2 separate regions of the Mus musculus genome follow, and region 2 is linked to region 1. Evidence: chromatin contacts called from public promoter capture Hi-C data. All regions are on one chromosome and are shown on one strand. Each heading gives the region's core, a stretch centred on a gene start, on an enhancer-like site or on the middle of the called end of the contact. The rest is flanking DNA. Distances are from core to core; before and after follow the strand shown. Region 1 has its middle 43 kb from the start of Gm51629. Region 2 has its middle 22 kb from the start of Gm51629.

Region 1 (2,990 bases), core at 167-2,666:
GGGAATACATTAAATGTGTGTGGTTGGTTGCTTCAAAAACTTTGTACAGTCCTCTACATTCTGATTTCAGACTCTTGTGGATTTTACAGGGACCATCATGGGAATTTATAAGAGCCTATAGCTCTTTATTTTTTTTAATACAAATCATTAAAATGAGTAACCTGTTTTGAAATACAATCTTCACCTCGACCTTCCTAATATATTTGTATTGTAAACAGCACTGCTGCATTTTGTAACCATGAGAACTTACTGCCTTTAAAAAAGGATTGTGTACTTACATGCCTGGAAATATTATGTCCGTAATATTTTAAATTGTTCAGACTAGGCCAGGGATACAGTTCAATTGGTAAAGTGCTTGCAGGAAGCCCCGAGTTAGAGTTCCAGCGTGGCATCAACAGCTCGTGGTAGAGCAGATGAAAACAGGAGGATCAGAGGATCAAGTCAACTTTTACAACAGAGCAGGTTGAGGCTACATGAGACCCTGTTAAAAAAATGAATCACTTAAATTGAGAAGCAAAAAATCGTATATTCCTAAAGCAATTCTTTTGTGCCCTAAAGGGGCATCGGCTGTCAAGATTTTACTAACTATATATGAATCTAAAGGTATTCGACAGAGAAAGATGGATCAGTAAGCCAGCTGAGGCAGGCAGCCAATGAGTGACTTTCCTAAGGTAGTTAATTTGGAACTAGGTATGAGACTGTGTAATTTGTGCCCAGACTCACTGTTTTTAAGGGGTGCCATAGAAGACACATGCCACTCTGGCTCTGTGTCCCCAGACCTACTTATGTTTCTGTTTTCTGAGCTAAGGGTGGAGTAAGGTGGCAGTTGTACCTGCCCAGTCTTGTGACTCAGTTGACTGTCAAATGGATATAAAAGTGGGAGGGACTCGGAATTTTAGGGCCATTCCAACTAGATGTGTGCCAGCTTCTCCTGTGAAAGCTCAGAGACTAAATCTGATCCAGGAAACAGTTAGAGGCTCCTGCCCCAGGGCCATTCCTGTGGCTTGGATCTCAGGATAGAAGCTTAGACTCTGGGGAGGAATGCCCAGACTCAGGGGACCTGGATAGCCAAGGAGTTTAAATCACCTTGAACTATCTTCACCGAGGTCTTCAGGTTCACTGGGGTTGTGTTTAAACTTGGTCCTATGTACAAAGAGAGTCCAACCAAAATAGCCAGGTTGAACTTTTTTTCTGATATGCAGCACCATAAATGTGTTTTCTCAAAAATAGTTTTTGTGCTTCCCCGGCCTTGGCATTTTTAGTTAAAGGAAGTGAAGGAGAAAGCCTGTAGGCCGCTGTCTGTGTCTAATTCCCACTCACCGTCCCACTCCTGCGTGCCTTCCTGTTTCTCTGCCTACAGTGCTTCATCCTTCTTGTGTTTTTGCTTCTTCTAAGGAAATAGCAAATTAAATGGGAATTAGGCGTTGCCATGGTTACTGTGTTCAGTAGCACTACACCTGCACCCACGCTGCTTAGGCATTGTGGAGTCTTCAGTTGACAAATATTTGAAAGGCATGAAGTGCATCTTGGAGGAAAGAAATTAAGCAGAAAGAATGCTTAAATATTTAAAGAGAAACATGCTCTCTGCTGAAGACCGAAACGCTAGCCCTCTCTGGGGAGTGAAGGCATTCGAATGTCTATTACAGAGTACCGAGTAGGGTGTCCTGATCCTCTCGAGGAACATATTTGACCATCAGAGTGGGAGTGCCTGTTTTATCACTGAGAAGACAGGATAGTATTCCTTACAGGATTTTACGTGTACACAGATGGCAAATTCTGAGCATGTTTTTCTCAGAAGTGTCTTTATTGGAAGCCATTTACAGGGGAACCATCTTAACTGTTGCAAGCAGGCAAAGCTGAGAGAGAAAGTGAAACTTATTCTCTGCCCTTCCACTCAGATTCAATTTGATAGTCTGAGGCTAAAACTTTATCTTTAAACAGTTAAGATTGTGTACATTTCAGTAAATGAGATACTTATATGAAGAGGAAGGCTCACTCACTCTTCCTTTGCCACTTGACTGAAAAGCTGGTGTGGCCTCAATAGTTCTTACCTCACATGCAATTATTCATCAGTGTACTCATTTACTAAATGAGGGCTTCAGATCCTAAAGGTAGAGCAGGGACTTTTCTGAGTGTGAAGAATTTCAGGAGAAGCCATTCAAATTCCTGCCCTCAAAGAGGCAATGTTTTATCAGGAAGACACAAAGTTAGCAAATAAAACAAAAATGAATGCCCAGAGACAAATATATATACATATATACATATACATATATATATATATATATATATATATATATATATATATAAACATATATGTGTGTGTGTGTGTGTGTGTGTGCGCGCGTGTCAAGAGCTTGGTTTCAGTGGGATGCACTGCCTTTGTTTGCAAGATTAATAAATACCAAGCTATGGAAGTGGGTGAGTGTTCAAACACAGGGAGTAACATCAACACAGGCAGAAGCCTGGCATAGCTGAGAACCATACAGAAGAAAAATAATAGGAGTCTGATGAACCTGGTACCTAATGAAACAGCAAAGTGAAGCAGAAGGCAGATGCCAAACCTCCTGAGTAGCCTAGACCACAGCTTGACTTGTATTTAACTTGCAGCAATCACGTTTTTGAGGTTGTAAAAGAAGATTATTTTTGAAAATCTTTCACAGCGTTCAGAGATTTAATTATACCTTCTAAATCCCTGTAGCAAGATTTGTATCTTATTCACTAATATGTTAAATCACAAGAGAGGAATAAAATTTCAAAACTCAGAAACCAATGGTGAAGATTGGAGTAGTCACTTATCTAACATAATATTTTAAATGAATACAATATACATTACATTCTTTTTCTGTTAGAGAATTATTTGCAGACCTAACTTAACCTAGTTAGAGCCTTTTTCTATAACCCCACTAAGTTCTTCAAAGGCCTTTAAAGGGAGCAGATCAATTCCATATTGGAGAGGAATAGATAAAAACCAATTCCATTCTCAACATAAA
Region 2 (2,990 bases), core at 133-2,632, 65 kb after region 1:
ATAATGGCCAGGCTTATGCACAGGGGACCAATGAGAAGACTGATAAATTGCCAATGAAATTGCCTTCTTTGACCTTGACTACCTTTGGACTGATTGATGATCCTGGACTAAAGATCTACAGACTTTCTGTGGGTATTAAATCAGATTAAAGATCTGTCTTAGACGGTCCAGGCTGTTATAACAAACATATTGTAGATGGGGTGGCTTATAAACAACAGAGATTTATTTCCCAAGCTTAGAATGCTGAAAACACCAAGGTCATCAATTCAGTGACTGATGAGGTTCAATTCTGTGTAGATAGATGGCTGCTACCTTGCTGTCCTTACCTGGCAAAAGGAACAAAGGAGCTTCTATGTTGTAATTTCTATAAGGACACTAGTCTTAGTTGCTTTATTTCTGAATTTCTCATTAATATCATACAGTTGTCTCCAGTACCCATCACATCTCATCATGTTGATGAAAATATACGGCAGGGTCCAAATGAGTTAATTTAATTACTAAGAAAATATCCAGGGCAAATGGTGGTATCTTACAAGTCGAAGGTGGATGTTTTTGACTATATGCTTAGGAATTCTTTGAATGCATAAAATGCTGAAAGCAAAAATCGGAACTAATTTTGACATTTATTACACGTTTTAAAAATGAAACCTAAAATTTACTGTGAATTTACAAGTTACTTCTACACAAGCATGGTGTGTTGTAAAGCGATCTGTGTCAGCCAGTACATTTTAGGGCACAATAAACAAGTTGTTTAACGCCTGCCTTGGCTTTCCTTCTTAGACAAAGAAAGGCTGACTTACCTGACTGATTTAATCTAATGGTGTTATTTTTTTTTCTTTTCCTTTTAGATTTATATTGATCTGAACCAACCTATATTGTGACTGCTGGCAAGAATTAAGGTCAGTGCTGTGCTTATATTGATTGTGAACTAGCTTAAATAAGCTTTTGTAAGGGCTTTTTGAGTCTTTAGCTTGCTGGTTCAGGATATTCTGCCCAGAGTGTGAGCAAGAGCAGGATCAAGCATGAACTGTATACATCACACCATGGCTCACTAATAACCACCATTGTTCTCGCCAGTATGTGTTTTACATTACTTTGGTTATTGAATGTTTTACCTCTGTCACCTCACTAGCTAAGTTTTGGTGAAATAAATGTGCCCTCATTTTCGTTCCTTAAAAGATAAACAAAGGCTGGCTTATACTTTAAAGGATGGTTTACTTTCTGAACAGGAAAACACATTTAGTTCCACAATTTGTTCCTCAAACAGAACACATTATGTAAGGAGAGCAGAGTTGAAAGTGCATTTGTGAATCACTCGTGTTAATTAACGAGCAGAATGCTAAGATGTCCTTTCTTTGTTCTGTTTTCTCATTAGCTGGCTTTTAGGAGCCACTCTAAACAGCTTCATCTGAGGTTGGAGTAATAACAGAGCCTTAGAGGTCCCTCACACAGATGGGCTTGGGAATCTATTTACCCCTCTATTTTCTTCTGTAGGACAGGAATTCAGAATGAAAAATAAATTTATAAACTAAGCCCCGAAGGCAAGGAGGATTTTCACTGCTCATAAAGAGCAGAACACCAGGTGTTGCTAGATTTGTGCCTGGGCTTTTTGTTAAAGAGTAACGTAAAGAAAACACTGGGCTTTCATTCTTGCTTACATTAACCAAGAATTTCCATTCTAAACTCTGGATTTAACTCTTTGAGTCAAAGTGCCTAATATATAGCAGGCACAGAGTAAATAAGTACTTTTTCTGGCCACAATTCTGATGTCACTGTCCTGTTGCCAGTAACACACACACACACACACACACACACACACACACACACACACGCACACACGCACGCACGCACGCACGCACCCCTCACCCTCCCTCTGTCAGGTGAATGGGTACTATTATTTCTTTTTTGTCTTTTTCAAGTGCATATGGCTTTCCTGTTGTTTAATCTGTATGAAATTAAATAAATAAATAAAACCTGTTGGATTTAAGCCTATTGATAGTTAGCTATTTAATAAAGAAAAAAGTAGGGTAGATATTTGCTCAGGATGATTTAAAAACTATTTATAAATCATGTTACTTTATATTTGACATGCTTTGGGGTTGAATGAGCATTGAAATACTTAACTTAGCCTAGCATTTGTTTTAAAAAAATTTACTCCTTAGTATAGTCTAAATAAATGACTATGCATTCAAATATATATATATATTTCTTTATTATTATTATCATGATTATTATTAATTGAATCAATGCTGACAATTTCATACAATTACTCATCTCCCACCCTCTCTTAGCTCCTTTACACTCCCTTGCCTACACATCTCTTCCTTGCATTCTGGTTTGTTTCTTTTATGACCCTCCAAGTTTAACCCACTGGACTTGTGGCCATGCGTTTGGAGCTATTCCTTGGAGCTTGGTGGGTCAGCAGCAGAGGTACAGGTGAAAACAGTGACCCCACTTTCCCTAGAATCACTAGTCAGTGGTTCCTAAGTAGAGGATAAAGCCCCATACGTCATTCCTCCATCCATGACAGACTGTGAAAAGAGCCAGTCTTGTTCAGGCCCAGTGCAAATTACTACAGTCTCTCAGTTCATGACTTCAATGGCTAGGTTCCACCTAGAGAATAGCATTTCAGGGCCCTTCTCCAGGCCTCTTGTTTCTTATATTCTTCTAACGACCTGTGTACTCACCTTCATTCACTGCAAAAAGAGGCATCTGGGATTGAGACTGAGAGTAGCATTTGTCTGTGTGTATGGTGTATATATTTAGAAGACACATTAATACTTAAGTCAGTTTAGCTCATGAACAGCTCCTTCCTTGGGTCTATGACCTTTTCAGGCATTATTGTTGGCTGGGATTTCAGTACCAGACATAGATTGTCTCCTGAGGTCTAGGCTTCAAATTCATTCAGGGGCTATTGGTTTTCACCATAACAATTGTGCCATTTTTGAGCAGGTGAGCTGTTCTTGCATGACGGCTTGGTTTTATAGTCC

What was found. Capture Hi-C pulls out chosen DNA fragments and counts their contacts.
Region 2: a contact with region 1 is called in a promoter capture Hi-C map of pancreatic islet. The contact joins two enhancer-like sites. A contact is called at or near these places in 1 of 484 Hi-C or Micro-C datasets (cortical neurons) and 1 of 9 other capture datasets (pancreatic islet).

What each region holds. Positions count from the first base shown.
Region 1 is chr1:66,185,830-66,188,819 of GRCm38.p6, forward strand. It overlaps a transcript of Map2 not described here. Among named protein-coding and RNA genes, the nearest start is that of Gm51629, 43 kb to the right of the region's middle. Within about 2 kb of position 1,417, at least 44 of the 459 cell types and tissues checked have an H3K27ac peak or open chromatin away from gene starts, as enhancers often do. A contact at or near this core is called in pancreatic islet, where this site is marked.
Region 2 is chr1:66,250,814-66,253,803 of GRCm38.p6, forward strand. It overlaps a transcript of Map2 not described here. Among named protein-coding and RNA genes, the nearest start is that of Gm51629, 22 kb to the left of the region's middle. Within about 2 kb of position 1,383, at least 26 of the 459 cell types and tissues checked have an H3K27ac peak or open chromatin away from gene starts, as enhancers often do. A contact at or near this core is called in pancreatic islet, where this site is marked.